Linked DNA regions of Drosophila melanogaster: all the other regions are linked to region 2. A link is a contact called in public Hi-C and HiChIP or PLAC-seq data. All regions are on one chromosome and are shown on one strand. The core of a region is the stretch at or near the end of the contact, and the rest is flanking DNA. Distances in the headings are between cores, read along the strand shown.

What was found. Hi-C and Micro-C count contacts between places; a contact is called where the count stands out from the background. HiChIP or PLAC-seq counts read pairs in DNA pulled down with a chosen protein or histone mark.
Region 1: a Hi-C map of the Kc167 cell line shows a contact between it and region 2, with 4 times the contacts expected there. The contact joins the promoter of Pak here to the promoter of Rm62 in region 2. A contact is called at or near these places in 7 of 107 Hi-C or Micro-C datasets (the D17-c3 cell line, the Kc167 cell line, the ML-DmBG3-c2 cell line and 4 more).
Region 3: a contact with region 2 is called in an H3K27ac HiChIP or PLAC-seq map of the Kc167 cell line, with 4 times the contacts expected there. The contact joins the promoter of cas here to the promoter of Rm62 in region 2. A contact is called at or near these places in 4 of 107 Hi-C or Micro-C datasets (the D17-c3 cell line, the S2 cell line, embryo and 1 more) and 1 of 6 datasets of contacts at active chromatin or transcription factors (the Kc167 cell line).

What each region holds. Positions count from the first base shown.
Region 1 is chr3R:6,349,642-6,353,917 of dm6, forward strand. It overlaps Pak (p21-activated kinase), which reads left to right and starts at 1,255. Exons shown (of 8, transcript NM_001275384.1): 1 at 1,255-1,710. It overlaps Hr83 (Hormone receptor 83), which reads left to right. Exons shown (of 2, transcript NM_141390.1): 1 at 1-226; 2 at 660-871. The coding sequence ends at 871.
Region 2 is chr3R:6,007,081-6,011,000 of dm6, forward strand. Rm62 (Rm62,) reads right to left here and starts at 1,499. Exons shown (of 7, transcript NM_001260010.1): 1 at 1,471-1,499; 2 at 957-1,226. The coding sequence starts at 958. It overlaps CG10280, which reads right to left. Exons shown (of 2, transcript NM_141350.1): 2 at 3,493-3,920. The coding sequence ends at 3,493.
Region 3 is chr3R:5,714,829-5,719,141 of dm6, forward strand. It overlaps cas (castor), which reads right to left and starts at 1,977. Exons shown (of 4, transcript NM_079938.4): 1 at 933-1,977; 2 at 1-393. The coding sequence starts at 1,784.

The DNA.
Region 1 (4,276 bases), core at 5-2,504, 340 kb after region 2:
AACGAGCAGTTCGCTCTGTTGGATCGCTGCCAACAAGACGCCATCTTTCAGGTGGTGTGGAGCGAGATCTTCGTCCTGCGAGCGTCCCACTGGTCTCTGGACATCAGCGCCATGATCGACGGCTGCGGCGATGAGCAGCTCAAACGGCTCATTTGCGAGGCCCACCAGCTAAGGGCCGACGTCCTGGAACTCAACTTTATGGAGTCCCTAATCCTGTGCAGAAAAGGTAAAGCTCCGCCTGTGCGGTAAAAAGGCTTGTTAGGATTTAAAAATAAAAGCGGTTTGAAGCCATCTAACCAATTTTCAATGTTTTTACACATATTGACGTGATTTCTTAGACGAAAATTTAAATCCTATGTACGCTATGTATAGATTTTGCTATTTGATTCTGCATGAAAGAGTACACCCAAGCAGTTTTCTTAACCCCAGAAAAAACGTTTCCGTTTTGGGCTTAATAAATTCAAAAGAAAATTTTCCAGCATGTGCAGTTGGTTTGTTTGAACCAACCATAAAATTTGATTAGATTCAAGATTAGAGACAGATTTAAGACCTTTTACATCGTTTTAATTTAATTAAGAGTTTAATAGGAAGTCAAACCACCATTAGTATATCCCATTTTAATACTTTTAATTGCTTATATCGATTGCATGTTTTTACAGAATTGGCCATCAATGCGGAGTATGCCGTTATCCTGGGAAGCCACTCTAAAGCCGCCCTGATCTCCTTAGCCCGCTACACCCTGCAGCAATCCAACTACCTGCGGTTCGGACAACTGCTCCTTGGTCTGAGGCAGCTGTGCCTGAGGCGCTTCGACTGCGCGCTTTCTTGTATGTTTCGCAGCGTGGTCAGGGACATCTTAAAAACACTTTAGGCTCATATCTATCTTCATCTTTCAAAATTAAAGAAAAACCTAGTCTTAAAGAGGGTACTAGATAATGGCTGTTTTTCTGTTCGCCAGTTCAAACATCTAAAGTAACTTCGCTATCTGAAGTTTCAACCCATATCTAAAAATGCATTCATTTCTGTCAACAATCGTTCATGGAGGCATTTAGACACGCCCCAAACTTTATTGGCACTATGCAATTTGTTGGAAATAAAAATATTTGGAACAAAGAGATTATTATGAACTCAAAATTTGATGTGGTATTTTTTGAAAAACACTTTTTCAAAGGTCGCCAATCACAATACAAAAAACTCATCGATATGTTGTGAAAAGTCACGGAGCGAATATATTCGTTTCTGTTCGCTATCGATATATTGATATATTTTTGCCATCGCTACATTGTCTGCTGCGGCCGTCTTGTCGTCTTTCTGTAATTATTTTTCGTAGTTAACAAACCCCTGAATAATGTAAACCAATTAGTGGGTGATGCAAGGACCGAAAATGCGCGCGCGTTGCTAAAGAAGCTAGAAAGCGAGAAAGTTTGCGGAGCGCCATAAGATTGCTGCGCTTTAACTGCTGCTGGTGCCTCTCGTCCGTCGGCCATTTATGACACACACCAGAGAAAACTGGAAAACAATACAGTGTGTGTGCGGTTTGGAGTGTGTGCGAGTGCGGCCAAGTGTTGTGGGCTCGGAAAACTCCAAGAAGCCAGTGGAGAAGTGGTGTCCACGCGAATCCGTGAATCGCAAGCGTTTCTTCTTCGACTGCAAGCGGCGTACAGGGTGCACCGTGCAAAAGAAAGGCAGCCAAGGCATATTGTACTTGCAGTGAGTTCAAGTGGAGAGTGGTGGCCGAGTGGAGCGGGTAGAATGGTCTTGTGGAGAGCGGGGCGAGGGAGTTTCATTCATAAAAAGAGAGTGCACCGTTAGTCCAATTGGTCTGGCTTCCAATGCACAGACAAGCACACACACACCGCCTAAGGAGAGGTTGCACACATTGATTTTTCCAACTCACGTGTGTGTGTGTGCGTGTATGTGGATTAAAGGAAAACGTTTCAAGTGGTTTCCACGCCACATTATTTTGGATTAGCACATTGCTGCTCCCGAATTTCCAGCCCAAAAATAAAGCAACCAAATGTCAACAAGCTGGAATGCCCCAATGCCCCTTCCCCCGCTATTAACACACGTGACACGATACAAGACATTTACATAAAGCTCTAATAACTAACAACATTTCGCAGTCGATTTGGCATTTAACAGTTACCGCTCTAACGGCACATGTCCAGTGCGCCAGTGCACCACCCCCTTCCTTCGTTCAACGAAAAACATATTTGCTTAGCACGGTCACAGGTAAAAGCGGAAGGGACAGGGACGCGCGGAAGCGGTCGCGGTAGGGAACTGAAAAGAGGAATATAAAAGGCATAACATTTCCGCCTGCTGCTTTCGGCTGGCGTCCGCAACCAAAATAGACAACGTCGGAGCGGCTGAGAGTCTCCGTCGCCAGCAGTTATGCGTGGCAACTCGCTAAATATGCACCGACCATAATCATCGTATCATTTTTAATGCTTACATTTTGTATATTGATACTAAGATAACTTACTTAAAGTCTTCGGACAGCAGAAGGTGATCTTCGTCATGTTTTGGCTTCATATTTATACAGCAATCCTCGGAAAAATTGCGTAAAATGAATTCCATGAATAAATTCTTAAGTTTAGTTTTAATAGAAAGTTAACATAAAGCAGTCGTCAAAGTAATCAAGAAGCTTGATCACAAACTTTGGCTCCGCGTAAACGTGGCGAAGAAGTATGCATATGTTTGTGGCTTCTTTCAGCTCTTGGAGCGAGCGCCACGTTTGCGTCGCTGTTGTTGCAACATGCACCTAGGCCTGCGTCACTTTGAATGTCCTACCCTCCTCCCTTCCGCTCCCCTGCGTTTGACAACCCCTGTCGCTAATTTAAATGCCGCAAGTGTTGTCGAGTTTCCTGTGCCTACAATGTGTGTTTTTCTCATTAGGGAATAATTTTGCATGGGCCCCTGCAGAAAGAAAAACATTTTTTATCGATTTTACCTAAAGTTCGACCGTCAATGAAATCAAACACAATGCGGTACATCGTTAACCCAGTTCTGGGCGCCCACACGCTCCCGAAAAGTTTGTTCTTGCTTGATTTAAAAACGAATTTTCACCTATGTGTGTATGTTTGCATGCATATTATATGTACATACATATATACGTTTATAGATCTCTGGGCAAGCAGCCAGTAAACCAACGTATGCCCATAAAGCCTATAGTACAGATATACAGTTGCGGTCAAGAATATATCACACAGCAAGTTTACTACTTTCTATTTGTCGATACTCCTTTACTTTTTATCTTAAATTCAGTATGTATCGACATACATACATATGTAATTGAAATCAACGAGCGTATCTATTGAGTAAACAATCTACTTACATCGGTGAATTTAAAAACAATTAGCAAGAAAACATTGCACTTGATAAATTGGGGTAGAAAGGTAATGTCGGAATGAACCGCATGACACATAATGATTTGGGTATTTTATCCTATGATTCTCTTATATACTTATGTACACATATATGTACATATATTGGTCACTAAGAACCCTTTTTTCTGATGATTCAAAAGTTGGAGTTGATATCTTATTAGATCCCCGCTATGCTATTAAGTTGACCACAGCTGTTGGAACTGTATGTTAATGTTTGTCCAACGTTTTCACACTTCGCCACCCCCTCGTCCCAGACTCTCCGCCTCCCGTTAGCTGCATTGACTCTTGACGCCTGACGATGATAAATGAATCATAAAAGCAGCGCAGTCGACGTCGCCGGCAAAGCAGACAGGCGCCAAAGCCGCCTTGCTCTCCTCGCCACTCTGCGCTCCCACTCCTTTTCGCCCTCTCGCTCATATGTTTGGCTGCGATGCCGCCCACTCGAGTGTGTTTATGTTGTTGCTGTCCTCGCTGCTTAATTTCCTCATTTGTGTTGCTGTAATTCCCAATGCGTGAGCTGCTTTGTTTTTATTATGAGTGCAATCGAAGCCACTCTTGTTATCGCAACGAATTTTTTATGGCTCTCGATCGTTTACGTGGGCGAGAGCGGAGCAACTGAGGTAGAGAGGATACCCTTAAAGTGTGTTGTGTGAGAACAGTGGTTTGCGTCTAATGGAAACTGAAATTAAAATATAGTCCTTTAATGATTATTCCATTTTGGGTCATATTTTTTAACTCCATATGCTCTATAGGTGCTCCAATGAATATTTAAAATAAATGAACTAAAAGTGAATAGATGTGGGTATACAATTATGATCAATGCACACTTAACTTAAATAGGATAATATTTTAAGTTCCTCACATAGATGCGCAATAATTGCTGAATTGAA
Region 2 (3,920 bases), core at 249-2,748:
TTTATTGCATAACAAGCATGGTTCATGATAAGTAAACACAAAAAGAGCGTAGCAAAATAGATAAAATGATCGATAAAATGCATTTTTGATAATCTGTAAGTTAAATGTGTTTGCATGGAACCTTTACTTATAGTGTAGAGAAAATTTTAAGAGAATAACCCTACTTTTCCCTAAAATTGTCCTCAGTATACAGAATTATACTGAAATTATATATTTCAATGTACGCATTAGATAACCAAACGAAGCAAACCATTAACCCCATTCACTTCCCAAATTAAGCATAGTAAGTATAAATCTATGTCGGGATGGTTACATCAAATTATAAAATTGCCAATACCAAAAACATCGCGATATCTCTACAAAACCTCGTGTGAGCCATGGAAAGAATGTGATGGAAAGGCATGCTGGCGAGTGAGCAGGACGGCGCTAGTCAGTGACAGCCGCCGACTGTTATACGCTCGCACACACTGTTCGAACTGTTCTACGAGCACGAGAAAATGCCGCCGTCAACAGGCATTCACGCATACAAGCAAGTCCGTATGTGCCGCTGTGTGAGTGCGCGTGTTCATGTTCGGGGCATACAGACAAATTAAAACGCTATAAAATAGCAAACGAAGCAAGAACACGTTTCACAAATCAGGCAAATTCTTTTTATGACGTGCGCTGTCGTTCTTGTTGCTTTTGCTACTCCTTTGCGGATGTGCGGGGGCAAACACAAAGAAAAAAACAACAAATGGCTGAAAACCTCACCTCCGACTGACAAAATTTAGCAAACCATGTGTTTTTCTCTCTCTCCCCAAACTCTCTCTTTCGCTCACACTAATTACTCATCACCTCGCTTCGTAGGTGTACAGAAAAAAAAAAAAAAAAAGAGGAATGGCACGAAGGGTGATAAAATGGCGACAGTGAGTGGAAAAAACCAACGCATTTCATATGAAATCTTGCGGCGTACTCACATTACTCCTTCAATTTTGATTTCCTCAGTTCTTTCGTCGGGATCGTTGAAAAGCGATTTCCTCGTCCTCGTCCGCTGCTCTGCTTTCGGGATGGAATCTACGTAGTCGTCTGAATCTGGTTTCGAGCTGTCTCGAAACGCACGCTGCGACTGAGCTTGGAGACTACTATATGTGCTTGGGAACAGTATTGTCTCACGATTCCTGCGACTCCCGTGGAACTGTTGTCGTTGTTCGGTGCAGAGCGAAGAAGAAGAAGCGAAAGTGCCGCTGCTGCTGGCGGAGGAGAAAAGAAAATGGCGACGTTGCGTTATACATTTCTCGGAGCTCGCGCCACTTCTCGGGGAAATCAATAGCAAGTTGCCCCAGCCGCAGGCAGTCGGTCGGGGCGTGGCGCCGCCCACCCGGGGGGCTATGTATTGCACAAGCTTAAGCATTTTCCCGAAGACTTAGCTTCAATGCGGTTATGCTAATGACGGATTTATCCTACGCAGCGCGGCATCCGCGCGTGTCTTACCTAACCTCGTCCAAAATTAGAGTGACCCTAGATGGAGGGGAAAAATCGGTCGAGAAGTTGGTGTGACCGCAGCGGGCTCGCATGAAAACGTCTATTAGAGTGACCACCTGGTTGCTATCGATAATCAGCTGAACGCGGTGTATTTACTTGCCCGCTAAGTTTTTAATATTTAAGATTCTGCTGAAACGAACTTTAAATATATCTCGTCGTCGGTCCGTACTCCTAATATTCGGAAATGTCTTAAATTTCCTAGCTATCGATAATCAGCTGAACGCGGTGTATTTACTTGCCCGCTAAGTTTTTAATATTTAAGATTCTGCTGAAACGAACTTTAAATGTATCTCGTCGTCGGTCCGTACTCCTAATATTCGGAAATGTCTTAAATTTCCTAGCCTACCAAAACGTAGTCTGTGCGGAGATTAGTAAATATACCTTAACAAATATAAGCATAAAACAACTTTCTGTGTTGAGCATTTAGCAAAGACTCACCCCATTTGTGGTTTATTTAACATTTTCAATTAATACAAATTTTTTGAAATCTACCAAAAGCGCAAATCTCGCATCATTTTTACTAATATTTTAAAGAATTAAAATAAGGTTGGCTCAATATTCTGAAAGGAAAAATATATCCTATTATTTATAAGAAAATATAATATTGTACAACACACAGAATTTTCATCATTAATTTCAAAATTTCATAGAACTTGCTTGTTGACCATTTCAAGTCTATAAAAAGTAATACTTATTAAAGAAATCTTATAATTTACACATAATTTTATTGCTTACATCTAAAAAATGAGTCTGAAAGAAATCGAAAATTTCACTCGAGTTTTAGCGAATTAAATTGAAAGAATCATAGTTATGATTGGAAATAGCTAAATATAGATATTATGCTGGAAAATAAAATGGCATCTATGGAGGATTAAGTAGCCACATATATTAACACCAGTAAAGAATGCACTTATTTTTCAAAATGCCAAAAATTGAAATTTACGGCACTTTAATGAAAATGAGTATCTGTAAGCTCTTACAAATTTACCAACTACCTCACTGTACTTTATTTAAATATCTTACCACGAACTATCGTATATCGTAATTGTACTGTAAAGGCCATGGTCAATCGGTTTTAAAATTCGGAGAGAACCCTCTCCAAAAGGTGGAGTTGCTGTGTGACATTTTTAACAAATCAATTGATAAAGACAAAAATAGCAGATAACACGTAGCCACCCAAACATCCAGTTCATATGTCCTTCTTCAGTACTAAAATTCCCTGCCGCACTTTTCCTTGGGAGTGTTCAAAAATACAAGAATAAATGTTACAGCCTTCTTCTAGCAAAGTTTCGAACACTGAATTTGCATTTGATTGTAGAACGTGTCAAGTGGATTTTGCTCAATTTCTTAAAGTGAAATATGAAAAACCGGTAAGTAATACGTTTCTTATTAATAATTTTATAAATAAATATATCTAATTGCATTACGAACTATTTTAGTGAAGTTAACAATAAAAACAGATTATATTCAATTTCGTTTTTATACGAAGCATGTTGCAAAGATGACTAAAGATCCCGGGTGTTCTCAGGTATGTTATAATTTTATCCTCCTTTGGGGTATGGAAATATATAAGTGTGATCACCAAGTGACCGCATTAGCAAGCAGTAAAGGCACTGCTTTATCTAGCAGTGTTATACAGGTGCATATGAGATGGCAATACTTTAAACCACGTCTATCTCTGCTAAGTTAAGCAAAATATTTCTATGACACTTGCGCATGTGGCAAGATCAAACCTTTTAGTGATCAAGAAAATTCGTATGCATGCCCACACATTTCTATCTATCTCTTAAATTTTCATAATTGAACCTAGTATACCCGGACCTGCAAGTAATGGATATGTTTAGTTAGTTTGGTGGGTGGGTCAGCCAAGAATGAATATGTATAAGGGTCTACGCATTATTTTATTAAAGTTTATTAAATATCAAATCAATGTGATTCATAACAAATATCCCAGTCTAGGTCCACGTCCACTTACAACCCGAGAAGGTGGCAGAAACTGCGGTACATCTTGGCCCTGCGGCCCTGCAAGCAGCCGTACAGCTCGTTGATCTTGAGGCAGTCGATCTTGCTGATGGTCTTTCGCTGCCCGATCCTAACTCCAGGTTGTAGAGGGGTCATGGTGGGCTTCTCACCCTTCCGCTTGCTGAAGTAAAACTCGCCGTAGTGCATCACGGAGTTGTAGTCGTAGTCGAAGGCGTACTTCCCCTTCTTCTTCGACACCAGCTTGAAGTTTTTCCTAAACCGCGGCACAATGTTGTCCCAGTGGATCTTGACAAAGTTGTCCCGATCTGCTCGTGACTGTTCGTGGTATATGCCGATGGCGTGCATCAGCTCGTGCATTATTCTGCCCTCGCTGCTGAAGCAGTGGGCACTATTCTCGTCGGGTCTCTGGAGGGACA
Region 3 (4,313 bases), core at 727-3,226, 290 kb before region 2:
GCGGGCAAAGCCCAGCTTGAGGCTTTCCTTGCGCTTCTTGTGCCACTTCAGGTGCCGGATGATGTCGTCCTTCTTGCTCAGGATCTTGCCCTGGCAGGGCTCCTCGTGGCAATGGAAGTGCTCCCGCAGGTTCTCCTGCCTGCACAGGCTGTTCTCGCACTCCAGGTAGGAGGACACTTTCCGCAGGTTCTTCAGTACCTCCTCGTTCTGGAGCAGAGCATCCAGGCCGCTGGCCGCCGAGAGGCTCACCAGGCTCTTGCTCTGCTCACTCGACGGCGGCGTCAGCAGGGATATTGTTTGGGTCGGTTGGAGGGGTGTGTTGGGGGTCAGATCACTGTCGACGGGTGTGATGAGTCCGTACGATGAGTCCGCCGGCTGCTTGACGGGCGTATACTGCAGTGGGAAAAAGAGGGTGGAAGAACTTTAGAGTCAATACCAACACACGGATGCATCTGTGAGATCCCCAGCTCAGACTGCCTGGTGCCCAGCTGGGCAGCGATCGAGCCACCAAGAGAACCCACGCGTTGCCGACACAGCTGTTTCTTTTCCCCGGAATCGCGAGCTTTCTGGCTACTCTCACACTTAAATCTCAAAAATCACGAATCGTTTTTTCTCAAATTACAGCAACAGAGCGTGGGACATAGCCAAAAAAAAAAAAAAACAAAGCAAAATAGGGAACAAATATAGTGCTTTCTGAATTGGAAATTGGAAAATGGTCTATTTTGCAACTGGAAAAGGTTTGTGAAGTATGGCGAACCAAGCTGTTGGGATGAATTTAGAATTTAAATCAAATGTACTAATACAAAAATGCGCAATATATAGCTTTTTGACTACGTAGTTGCCACTGCAAGTGACAGTATCTTTAAAATTGATGGTGATAAAACGAGATAAAAGAAACTGTTAAGATCCTTCTAGATCCCCGGATCACTTACCATGCTGGGTGAGTCTAGGCTGTCGGTGGTTGACTCCAGCGGATGGACGCCCGACAACAGCAGCTTCTCGGAGCTGGCGTTGGTGTGGCCCGAGGAGCTGCAGCTGGTGAGGCTGGACAGCGGCTTATCATCGTCCTCATCGTCGTCGGCGGACTCCTGCTCAAACTTGACCTGGGCCGCCGAAAGGTTGCCGGCAGTTGCTCCGGCGGAGGGTGCTGGTGTGGCTGCCTTCTCTCTCTCGATGGGCGTGGAGGTCACTGTGGATGATTGAAGGAAGTTATTTGTGGCCATCTGTTCGGAGCCGGCAAACTGGCCCAGCAACAACGGATGCTGCAGTGGATCCTGCTTGCCCAGCGAACTGGGGGTGTGGGTGGGTGTTAGTAGAAGGTTGGAGGTGGTCAGCAAATGTTGCTGCTGCTGCTGCTGCAACATGAGCTGCGTCAGCGGCGGCAGGCTTTGGAGCAGCATCTGGTTGACCAGGTTGCTGGGGTGGCTGTTGGGAGTGGAAGGAGTTGCCGCTGTAGCGCCTGGGTATTGTTGTGGTTGAAAAGCAATCAAATTACTATTGGGACTACAACTACGGCTACTACTACAGTTGGTGTTTTGCGAGCTAATGCGCTTGTGCGTTCTTGTCTTGCGGAGATCTGGCTGTGGCTGCTGCAGTTGCTCCTGCTGCTGCTGCTGTTGCTGCTGCACGGATGTGCTGCTAGAGATATCCTCGTTCTGTGTGTAAGTGTATCCAGCCAGCTGCTGCTGCTGTTGCTGCTGCGGAAGCTGGAGCTGCATTTGCTGCTGCTGCTTCATCAAGTTCATCATGTAGAGTTGCATAATAAACTCCATTTGGTTGGACATTTTTGTGGCACACTTTCGCGGATATATTCAGCACAGCACTGGGATTTCTTTTTGAAAATTCTTTAAGATTTCTTCACTATATTCAGCACAGATCACAGCACGGATTTCGAATTTCGGATTTTGGATCGACTTTCTTGCACGGCGTCTCGTCTCAGCGATCCTCAAAGTTCGGCTGCGAGGCTCAAACTGCTTCAACTCTTCCGCGGCCTCCGGCTAATATAGCAAAAATTGCGCAAATCCATGCCCAAGTGCAACCCTCTCGCCACCGGTTCTCTTAAAAAACCGATCTCGCCGCTCTCGCTCTCTTAAAAAACGAATAAAATGAGAAGTCCGTTGGTGGTGGTGGTTCGACCTTCATCCCCTAGTTTTTTAACCGACCCTTCGCAGGAAAATGCTCTGGGAAAACCCAGCTTGTTTTCGGCTGGTTTCCGTTTTTTTGCTCGCTTTTCTCGACCAATAAAACGCCAGCGGTAATGTAAATTTATCTAGAAAAGAGAGGTTTTTCGGTAAAAAAAAATGCGAAAGAGGAGCGTGTATTTGTGAAGGAATCCCGCATGGCCAACGTGCGTTAGAAAGGGACAGCAAATGAAAGAAGAGCACAGATCAGCAGAGGAATTTTATCCAAAATCGCAGGCAATTTGCAAAGATATTACGGCAAATTACGGCAAAGTTACGTGCAGAAAGTGGGTAAATAAGTTATCTGGGCACAAGAAACTGTATAGTTAATTATTTTAAATTTTTTGTTATTATCTCTATATATTTTCTATTCTATCAAAAAATACATATTCTAAGATGAATATTTTAAATATTTCGACGTCTACAGTATTTTTTTCATAAGCGATTTCAAAAAAGATTTTCAAAAATACTTTCTCACACTAAATATTGGCATCGGCAATCTTATTCGCCTATTACCATAAATATAATCAAATCTTAGAACGTTTAAAGTATAGAATCGCATCTTTGTTCCCTTTTCCTTCACATCTCTATGCAAATTGTGTGCACAAAAATTTCGGCAAAACTGGGAATCGAAATGATTTTTAAGAAATTGGCGCGTTGCAAAAAGGATATCAAGCTGGAGCAGCTGCCTGTCCTTTTTGAAATAATCGAATCGAAATCCATTCAAATGCAAAAAATAAAAACCCAAATTTGCAAATTAAAATTACAATCGAGCAAAAAATCTGCATTACAATCGTGCAAAAAAACACAATTAAAAATGCCAAATATTTCCTAAGACCCATTGCAAAAAAAAATTACCATATAAAAAAACGTTTGCAGAAATTCTGAACTTGAGCAAACCCCTAAAAAACATTTTCGATTTGAAGCTGGCGACATCTACGTGTAACATCCGCTGCGCAGGATCACCAAATCCTTTGCGGATCGTAATTTGCATAAATTATTGGTGTAAAACATTTGCATAATTTTGGCACATCGTCCCGAGGCGGAGCGGGCGATCGGGTAGGAAGTTCGACATCCGGATCACCAGCTCCTCCAGCCAGTGTTATGCAAATGGACCTGCACTACATCGGGGAGGAGGGTTTGCTCCGCATTACGGATTCGGGTGCGCCGATCGACTGCGCACGCGCGCTATCTGGAAACTTATGCAAATCAGGAAGGGAATCCCCGAATATCGACGAATCGATTGCCGGAGGACGAGGGGCGGAGTACGATTGATTTTGGATTTGCATTTTACTCGGCAATGGGCAAGGTGAGAGAGCAGAGCAGAGTACAGGCTGCAGGATCAGGCCTGGATATGGTTTGTCACTTGGTTGGCGAATTGGGATTGAAGTGGGATTGGGATTTACCAATTGTTGCCATAATTGAGTGACATGGATAACGCAGCCAGAGCAGAGAGGCAAATAAAGCGGGTTGGGAGCTATTGATTACAGAAAAGGTTCCATGCCACATTGTAAAATGGCAACGGAGTACGGAAATCTGCATGAAAATGCGAACAAAAGCCCATACATTTAGGTTCATTCACAGTCTTACTTCGCGTTTATGCTTTTGCATTTGGATCTGGAATTTACATATGACAATTTCATATTCAGTTACAAATGTTTCGAAATAGAAAACTTTTGTTAGTCGCCTTTGTTAAGTGTTGTTGCTGGCCAGCTCAGTTGATTGGAGTTATCGCAGGACGAGTTCAGAGGATCGGATCCTGATTCCATGAAGCGGCAAATATTGTAACTATGGCATTAGCATTACACTGGCAAATCAATTAGCCAACTGAAGGGCTTGTCACAGACTGAACAGTCGTTATGGGGATTTAATTGCTATTGAAGTCCGTCTACAGGAGCAGTTACTGTACAGAGGAGCAAGTTATCAACGTGAGAAAATCCTCGAGAACAATTTGAGCGGAGAAGATATCTCACATCTATCTGTCTAATTACGCCAATTGCCTGTGGCACTTCGATTTCTTTGTCCTTTTTCCCAATTTTCACGATTTATGCTAAAAAGTAAACATTAGGCCTTTGAATATTCAATCCGAGGGGCTCTTCAGTGGGCATGCACACCCTATTTACCTATTTTCCT